Linked DNA regions of Zea mays: all the other regions are linked to region 2. The links are chromatin contacts, called in public Hi-C and HiChIP or PLAC-seq maps. All regions are on one chromosome and are shown on one strand. The core of a region is the stretch at or near the end of the contact, and the rest is flanking DNA. Distances in the headings are between cores, read along the strand shown.

Region 1 (3,007 bases), core at 220-2,719, 360 kb after region 2:
CCTCAGGATGGTTAGCTTCTGCTTCTAGATTGTGGCTAGAGCTTGGTAGACACAGTATTATGTCAGAACATAGATATCAGCAAGTCATTCCAAGAACACAGGATACTGTAGTAGTAAAAACTGCACCGTGAATAACAGACAATGGTACATTTAACACAACCACTTCATGCCTCCACTCAAATTTATACTAAAATGTTTCAAACAGCACATACTGCATACCTCCATTTGCAGGGAACCAATCTCTCTCTCAACTCCTAAAAGATGTAAAATAGAGAGTTGATGTCAGAAAATTAGCATTGCAAATTATGTAGCCTCATTTTGAACTGAAGGGCTGCTGTCATCTAAATCTGAACTTTATAACAAGAGAAACTATCAAATACCAATTGATTTACCAAATTTATGATATTTTGCTGATCTGATTCAATATAACAAAGATCCAGTAGCAAACATGGTAGCGATTGCTGGATTCATTAGCATCACTGAGAGCAAAATTAAATAAAGGCTAAAAGGTCTGCTACCTAAGCGTCATTCTTTAAATCGAAGAGCTACTGTAATTTGATATGCCAAACCTGTAACAATATAAGTTATGAGATATCCACCTATATTCCAGATTCATGAACATGTGCTAGTCTGGTTCAATATAACACACATGTCGACTAGCAAATGTGCCAGCGATTCCTGAATTCTTTTTCCACGATGCCTGGGTAGCAATGCGAACTAATAGTCTACTAACAGTAAATCATCAGCAGTGGCAAACAATTGGTCAGCAGTGCTCGGTTGCTCACCCCGCGTGGCGACCGCCATTTCACGTTTGCTGGTCCTGAGAGCCTCTGCAAGTGACAAACAAACAGCAACTCGTCAGCAGTGCGTTCAGCACACGAAGCTTGTGATCCGCATTTTGCCCCCCAACGAGTTCCCGGAGAATCCGCAACGCATAACGGAACGCTTGACTCCTCCACTCGACCGCTCCTCACACAGAAGCGCACAAGTTGCCCTAAAACCCTAACCCCAACCAGGCTGGCCTCCCTCCAGGTCTGGCGGAGGCAGAAATCCATCGAGAACCTCGCCTGCGGAGTTCGGGCGGCGGAGACGGCACTTCCACCCCGCGAATAATCGAAGCTAAGCAGCAGTGAGCACCGAATAAAACGGCGGCGATAACCCCCCAAATTTCTCGCGGATCCACGAACCTAAAGGGACACCAGACCAGTCACCACCCTCCCGCGACAAAGGAAATCAAAGAGTGAGTAGCCGCACCTTTGGGGTCGACCTTCTTCTTGAAGATGTTCATGGTTGCCGGATCGCTCGGGACGAACCGCACGCGAACGAGGAGTAGACCGTCCTCAATGTGCTCACTCCCCGCCGCAGATGGGAACGCAGGAGAGAGAGAGCGGGGTGCGGCGCGTGCTGTGTTCGTGCGTAGAGAGTGGGAGAGGACGGCGCCGCGCGAGCCGAGCCCAACGGGTATTTTCACTTGTCAGTCAGTTGCCGACCCAGCCCAGCTTTTAGGTCACTCCAGGCTTCGCTAGCCGTTGCGGACGGAAAAACAACGCGCGACGCTACACGGCGGCACCTGGCCCCCTTCAAGCTTCAGACATGGAGCATGGGATCCACGTAAGCGTGGGACCCAAATCTCAGTGGAGGAATTCCAAGGGGTGTGCGGGAAGAGAGACCCGCGCGCCAGCGCATTGGGATTGGATCCGTGCCTAGGAGAGATGGCAATGGTTCCCGTCCTCGATTCCCGCGAGGAATTTCTGAGTTAGTTAGATAATGATTATAGAGAAGTTTCTTTCTCTACAAAGATGTAAACAGATGTAAACGGAAAATGATGGGTAAACAGGAATGGAAAACAATCTCTCTCTTGATTTCTAGCGGAGACCCGTTAGACTTTCATATGATGTTGTTTTCGTGTAATAATTAATGATAAAAATAAATAATTATCTTATAAAGAGATCACTCATTGTTACAAATATATTTATTTTGATGTACATATAATAATTTTTACACATGACAATATGTATCAGAGATAATGTTTTATATTAATAACAAAGGACATATATTCTAACTAGGTGGGTGCACGTGCGTTGTAACAGAAACATATAATATCACGATAACTTATATACAAAATATGTGTTATATTGTTATAAGAAAATGTTTCATAATCCATTTATGATCCTAACTATACATAAATTTTATTATTTTAGTTTAGTTGTTTCACCACTGCATTGCAACCATCAGTATTGTAGACAGCCTTGCGGAGCTGCTCAAGGACGAGGAGCGGCGGAGGACCAGCCCGTTCCCTGAAGTCGTGGATCAAGCAGGTTGCTACACCGCGGCTGTCGGCGGCGGCCACCGCATCGTCGCTCACCACGACGGCGCGGACAGAGCGTCGTGGAGGCCGTCGCCGGCGTCGTGGGATTCTCGCGGGGTAGTCGAGTCAATCTAGAGGCTCATATGATGAGTATTTATTGGTGTGTACATGAAATCCACTGAGTTTGGAAATGAATTTTGTCACGACAATTCACTGCGCGCGACAGTTCTAGCACGATCACTCGAATGCTCTCTTTTTTACACCAACGATCACTTGAACGATCTCTTTTTTTTTACATCAAATATGCTGCTCATCAAACGTCTATAACTCGCAATTTGGTGATTAGCCAGGAAGCAATACTGGGCGTTCGGTTCTTCGGTTCGGTTCGATTCCTCGATTCTTATAGAAATTTGGTTCTTCGAAAACTAGAACCGAAATAGCAAGATAAAGAAACCAGAACCGACTAGTTCGGTTCTCGGTTCTTCAGTTTGGTTCCTCGGTTCTAACCGAACTGTAACAGGCACTCTAAAATTCTAAATAACGACAACTTTTGTTAGAAATTTCAGCAACATCTCCACACAAACAACCACAAGTGCACAATGACCATAATTTTATTGATAATATATGGATGATTAGAGGTTCAACATAAGTTGATAAAACAACATCCGAAGCTACAAACACATGTAACAAATTGAATCT
Region 2 (3,193 bases), core at 60-2,559:
CCATGCTGTCTTAAGCTCAGGAAGGTGTTCGTTTTTTTTTGCTCCCTTTGTCCTGAAAAGAAAATGCAGTGAGTCAGTACGATTTTAGCTTAGCAATGTTGTGATTTGGAGTAAACAAAATGAATGAAAAGTAAGAAACAGGAAAACAATTAACTTGAGGGCTCCAAGATTAATAATCGTTTGCCTGTAGGCTCGGTAATTCTGACTTAAAAAACTGCATTTAAGCATTGCACGGCTTCATTATTGCAGGGGTAGTACCCTACCATGTTATTTACACATAGTATGTACTGTAGTAATTTTTTTTAGAAAGCACAGCTTTAATGGTCCTAATGGCGACAAATTCTCAGTGCGGATACAGTGGTGTCGAAATTAGAGATAGACAAAAATATAGGATGAGCCGCCACGTGATGCCAATGAACTGTGTGACAAAACTAGCCGACGATGTTAGGTTTTTCGTTTTTTTTTGAAGCTAGGAAGAATAACGCAAAGCTTTGAAACCCAAACGACAAACTGAAGAACTCATGGAAATGCCGGATACTAGTAGATCCTGAAAAGACAGAGTTTCCCCAGGCAACTGGAAGCCAGGAAAAAAACACTAGTATCTTCTTTTCCAACAAAGAACTCAAATGTGAAATATCAACCTTTTGTTTGCCCTTTTTGTGGAGCACCCTAGGAACCTTTGTTCATACTCTTCTGTTTTAATAGTAATGTGCACTATCTTATGCAGTTCGTTCAATTTTTTTTTTGAAATATCAACCCCAAAAGGTCCAGTAGACTGAGAAATGTTGGACAGGACGAGCAATAACGTAAACCCAATGCGAGCCTCCAAAGAACACACCAAAATCAATACAGGAAATCTTGCAAGCAAGAGAGAACTGAAACCCAAAAATGACAGGCAAAACTCACCTAAAAAACCCCCAACTGGCAGTTGCCGGCTCCAAGAAGTGACCAGAGTAGCTCAAGTAGCTCAAGAAGGGAAGGGGAGGACGAAAAACCGTAGTGGTATTCACGCTTACTCACACAGATCTCGCCACATTTGATCAGAGAGAGAGAGAGAGAGAGAGAAAGCTTGCGGGGGGAGGGACTGAGTTCAAACTTCAAACCCGCTGGTTGCCCTGGAACCTCAACATTTTATATATTGATATAAAAAGGAGGAAAAAGGTGAAGGCAAGATGGAGGAGTATTCATTCAGAGAGAGAGAGCGCCATGGAAGCTGTAGACAGAAAAAGCGACAGGGAAGGAGAAGAGGATGCGGGCGGGCCGTGCCGAGATCAAATCGATGCTTTTGATTTTGGATTCTGGCGATGGGTTTGTGCTTGTCGCTTTGTGCTGCTACTGCTCCTGGAGTCCTGGTGGATGTATTCATGTTTAGGCGTACATCGTATACAGTACGGTATACGGAGGTTTAAAATCAGGAAGACACGTTGTGCCTTAACAGAAATTTTGTTTTAATAACACTGCGCATCTACATGGTTTTATAATGTTATTAGTGGCTGAATTATGTTACTTTTAGTTGTCTTTACCGTTCATTGAATAAAGTTTCATCAATTAAATAATACTCAACTAGTGTTTTTCTTGTTAGGAATCAGCCCAGAATGGAGAGTGAAATTCTGATTTGCTTTTTTGTGTGTGCGCGCGCGCGTGTTTCACAGAGGCGAAAGTGGCCTATTCATAGGGAAGAGGGCTGTGTAAAGATTTAGAATGTGAACTCTTGGACAGTTGGACTTTCTTCTTATTATGAATATAATTTGGTCACAATTCAATGTGTATGTAGTGTTTTTCTTGATTTTGATTCCACAACACTTCTTCTTGACTAAATTCATTTTATGTGTAAGAAAATTCAGTAAAAAACTCATCAAAAGAAAAGGAGTACAACATTTGCTTTCCAGATCAGGTCATTAAGATCAACTTGTAATCTTCAGGATCACGATCATAAGCTGACTTTGGGGTTTGCCTCTTCTTGAATCTTACGACTCTCTAAGTCATCTCTTGTCAATTTTATGGACAAATCTAAGTTAGAGACCGACAAAGATTTTATGAATACATCCGCTAGATTTTCACATGACTTAGCTTATAGGATATTTATCTCCACGCTCTTCTGGAGCTCATGGCGTACAAAATTGGGAGTGATGTGCTTTGCGATATTGCTTTTAATTAACATAGCTCATATACTTTTGTGTAACGCAAGACACATTATCTTCATAAATAATAGTAGGGGTATTGATGGCATTCATGTCACATGACTTATAGATGTGGTTAATCATCCGACGTAGCAGAACACATTCTTGTGTGGCTTCGTGCATAGAAATTATTTGAGTGGTTGGTTAACGTGGCAACCAAGGTCTGCTTCATATATTGATAGGAGATGGTTGCACCGCCACAAAGAAACACAAAACTACTCTATGGTCTAGTATTGTGGGAGGTTAGACATATAGCCAACATCAACATAACCCACCAAAGTTAAGCCCCTCGTTTTGGAAAATACAACCCAAGATCCACAGTGCCCTTTAAATGTTTGAGGATGGTTTTCACACCAACCCAATGCCCCTTGGTGGGGGCGACACTATACTAGGCCAACAAGTTTACAATAAATGCAGTATCTAGATATGTGCAATTTGTGAGGCACATTAATGCTCCAATGGGGTTGAGGTATAAAACTTCATGTCCAAAGTTTCATCATCCTCTTCCTTGGGTAGGAACACAGTCTTATTCGCATCCAATTAAACAATCATGGGGTTTTTTTAGAAGGTGGCGCTCGCTCTTATTAAACTTCTCAAGTACCATCTTCATGTAGGTGGACATTGTACAAACATTCCTTTAGGGAGGTGTTTGAGTTGCATGCCCAAACAAAACTTGGTTTTGCCCAAGACTCCTGTAACACCCTGAATTTGGGGGTATAAAATTTCTTTTCTCATATTCGCAAATTCAGGTGTTACTCCTCTATTCTCATCTCCCCAATCTCCTCTTTCTCTTTTCTATAGAAGAAGAGTGGTTATTTTTATTTGTAAATGTAATTATAATATAGTAGGTTAAACTCCAAGAGAGTATGAAATGATGCATCATGCTGAACCCTAAACTCCACTTTTGTTTGATGCATATGCTTGGGGTGCTAATTTGAATTTATGGCATATTTGGATTTGAGTCAAATGGAGTAAATAAAAGAAAAGGGAAAACAATTCTCGAAATAAAAGAA
Region 3 (3,197 bases), core at 472-2,971, 430 kb after region 2:
ACAACTTTTGGTGATTTCTTTTTTCAATAGCTTTAGCCTTTAGAGTTTCAATAAAATATAACAAATGCTGACTGTATTTCCCTGCTCAATGACCAACAGTAAGGAAAACATTGTTTTCATCTGCACAGGGCGATGACAGTAGCGAAGGGTTAGAGAGAGGAGCACGACAGTGACAGAAGCAGTGGTGGTTCTTCTTGCGGGTTCTTGTGGGGCTGTAGTGAGTTTTCACCTTTGTCGTGGGCTTGGCCGGCTCAGAACAATTAGTCCACCAATATTCAGCAGCTGAAATGCATCCTCCATACTGGAAGTTGCAATTATAGAAAAAATATATATCAATCATACCAGAGCATGCACAATGCAACAATAAAATGCAAAAAAGGAGAGGGTAAACTGAGCAAGTCTAAGGCTAAAAACTTCCTCTTGAACATGTAAGAAATAAAATCCTGGCTTCAGAAGAGGGAGCCAAAACCTAGGCTTCAGCATTCACGTAAAAACACAGTTATCCGGCAGATTAAAAGTTAATGTGAACAGAAAAAACTTCCTAAAGTTGATCTTTCCACGAGAAAAGTAGATGGGGATAGCTTGTCCCCGCTTCACTAGTTGTTCTCAAGAAAGAAGAGGAACAACATGATTCTTAACTGGAGATGCTACCACTGAACTGCCAAATTAAGGTGCTAAATCAAGTTATCAACTAAAGCCGCATCCAGTACTTTTGTAGGGCATAGTTCAGCACAATGGTAGTAACAAAGAAAAATAAATAATAAGCAACTAGTTTCAGTTTCACATGTAACAACAAAAGTTCATTTAACCATTAAACAGAAATGGTCCGCTCCACCTGTACAACAAACATTAATCAACAGCCCACGTGTTTATTTGCAAAGCAAACTATAGAAAGTTCATCCACGCATGACTCTACCCTCGAAAACAGCATGCCCAAATAAATGACCCGAGATTATAATTAAGGCAAAGTTTGAAACCGGCAATTGCAATGACTCCTAGATCCCACCAAGCAGAGCATGGTCGCAAGAAATAAATTACCTAATTGTGTGTTGTAGCAAACATCCTTAGTTGAAGCATAACGGAACAAATCGACACAAAAACATCCTGTTTTTGTTATACAAATTTGCAGGTGCCCGCCCCCACATAGGAGGCTAGGAGCGAACACGCGGATCCAGAGAGGAGAGTTTATGGGAAGGGCGGGGTCGGAAAGTCCACCTCGCCGGTGGCCGCGCCGAACAACCCGTTGTCGGAGTGCTCATCGTCGTAGTGGCGCACGTCGGCCTCGGTGTCTTCGTGGGGCAGCTGGACCTGCGCGAGCATGAGGTAGTTGGGCTCGTTATCGGAGGTGTGCGTGCCGAGGATCATCTTCTGGACCCAGTGGTCCTTCCCCGGCGGCTCGGTGCGTTCGGGAAGCCACTGCACGGTGAGGGAAGGCCATTCGAGCGCGTGTGTGATGACGAGGTCGTAGAGGAAGGGTGTGTTCTTCTTCCAGATCTTGTACTCCTCGTTGATGAGGCGCTCGTCCACCTCGGCGCGGAAGTCCTCCTCGTCCGCCACCCCGCTGCCGGCCTTCGGCATCGTCGGTATGGGTTAGGGTTTGGGGGGGGGGGGGGGGGGGGGGGTAGCCTGGTGAGCGGGGGCGAAATGGCGGGAGGAGGCGCAAGGATTTGATTGGCAGGTGGGATGGAGATTGAGCAAAGGGGGCGATGGTGGGGAATGGGAGCGAAAGCGAAGCGATGGGGGAAGGGGTTTATCGGTCGGCGTCAGGCCGAGTGGGCTACAGGCTAAAGAAGAAGCCTACTTGAGGCCCATGTCATGGCCTTTGTAAAACAAGAGCCCAACTTCTCCACCACCCGTGAGGAGCCCAGCACCCCTCTTTTCCTCTTCTCCAAAGTTGATGGACATCATGACAGTTTGGAAAAGAGAGCAATAAAGACGAGAGTGGGAGTAGCAGGGAGACAAGAAATAGGCGATCAAAGCTACTCTTAGTTTGATAGAGAAGGACGTTGAACATGCCTGTAATCACATCCATTCGAGAACTCCTTAGTGGCATGTACAACCTAGAGAGTCTTGATCGATTTTCTATGTACAAGAGATATCTAAAAACTGCATTATACAATGCAAGATATTTAAAACAGTCATATTATATATGCTGTCAAGATACATTATGTATATAAAGTCGTGTAGAGACTGTCACTTCGCGAAGAGCTCGTCTCTTATATTTTTATATTTAACCCCCTAGAGACCCCTTAAAATACGGGTAAAACGCTACGATGTAGAACCGTAGATATTCTCGCCAGACACAATGGAACTATCTAACTGACCAAGTCTGACGGTGTTCTGAATTTTACCCTACTACAAACGAAAGAGAACATGATCAGATGGATCTGTCTGCTAAGGTTTCAATCGAGAATGGTATGATGTGAATTAAGATAGGCATCCACGTACAGGGTGGATGCATAGGTGGTGGCAAAGTAGGCCATGCCCCCTTCCAATTTTCTATAATCTTTTATACATAATGTCTTAAATATAAAAAGTTAAGTTTTGGATGGGTTAAAACAATTCTCGTTGGGTCGGTCTAACCTTTCTGATCCATCCTTCCTCTCAGCCTAGCCCTCGCATGTATCCATCTCTCCTCATTCATCCCGACGTTACTCAATCTAGTTTATTTAGATGTCCCCTTATCGGTGCCCGCCTCAATCTCGCTCGCCGCGATAATGTGACCCGTTTCCAATGGCCGACGAGCTTGGATGAACCAACGAGTCCTGGCTCTCAACCGAAGACGTTGCATGACCCTACCCCTTTCGCAGTGCCCCTTCGAAGAGATGGACATTCGACAAGGTTCACACGACTTCGATTTCGTCAGTAAAAATTTAGCTATATGTTTCGTTATATTCTTCATATAGATTTTTTAAAAAACTTCTATCGTGTATTGATATAAAACTTAAATTTAACACAAAAGTAATTTTTATGGTATTATTTGATTTTTTCATGCGGTTTTTTTTTTTGTCTTAGAGCTCATTTAATTAATGGATTTTGGTGTTTGACGATCAACGTAATTATTTGGACTAATGTATTTGCCGAGGTGATCGAGGAGATCAACATTTCAATGAGATCCTAAAGGCACTAGCTAGAAACCTAATAGTTATTGGTGAAAAAAATAGAGGCCAAGAGTTCTCTAGAGAAATAAAATAACA

The links. A called contact is a pair of places that touch in the nucleus more often than the background predicts. HiChIP or PLAC-seq counts read pairs in DNA pulled down with a chosen protein or histone mark.
Region 1: a contact with region 2 is called in a Hi-C map of leaf, with 5 times the contacts expected there. The contact joins the promoter of LOC100284170 here to the promoter of LOC103626047 in region 2. A contact is called at or near these places in 5 of 25 Hi-C or Micro-C datasets (bundle sheath, ear, leaf and 1 more).
Region 3: a contact with region 2 is called in an H3K4me3 HiChIP or PLAC-seq map of leaf, with 8 times the contacts expected there. The contact joins the promoter of LOC103628047 here to the promoter of LOC103626047 in region 2. A contact is called at or near these places in 5 of 25 Hi-C or Micro-C datasets (bundle sheath, ear, endosperm and 2 more) and 1 of 3 datasets of contacts at active chromatin or transcription factors (leaf).

What each region holds. Positions count from the first base shown.
Region 1 is chr5:18,165,136-18,168,142 of Zm-B73-REFERENCE-NAM-5.0, reverse strand. LOC100284170 (charged multivesicular body protein 2a) reads right to left here and starts at 1,469. Exons shown (of 11, transcript NM_001157066.2): 1 at 1,255-1,469; 2 at 786-830; 3 at 220-254. The coding sequence starts at 1,288.
Region 2 is chr5:18,520,583-18,523,775 of Zm-B73-REFERENCE-NAM-5.0, reverse strand. It overlaps LOC103626047 (serine/threonine-protein kinase Nek2), which reads right to left and starts at 1,309. Exons shown (of 15, transcript XM_008646429.3): 1 at 907-1,309; 2 at 1-52. The coding sequence starts at 4.
Region 3 is chr5:18,089,890-18,093,086 of Zm-B73-REFERENCE-NAM-5.0, reverse strand. It overlaps LOC103628047 (histone-binding protein MSI1 homolog), which reads right to left and starts at 1,721. Exons shown (of 7, transcript XM_020537908.2): 1 at 1,216-1,721; 2 at 230-301. The coding sequence starts at 1,578.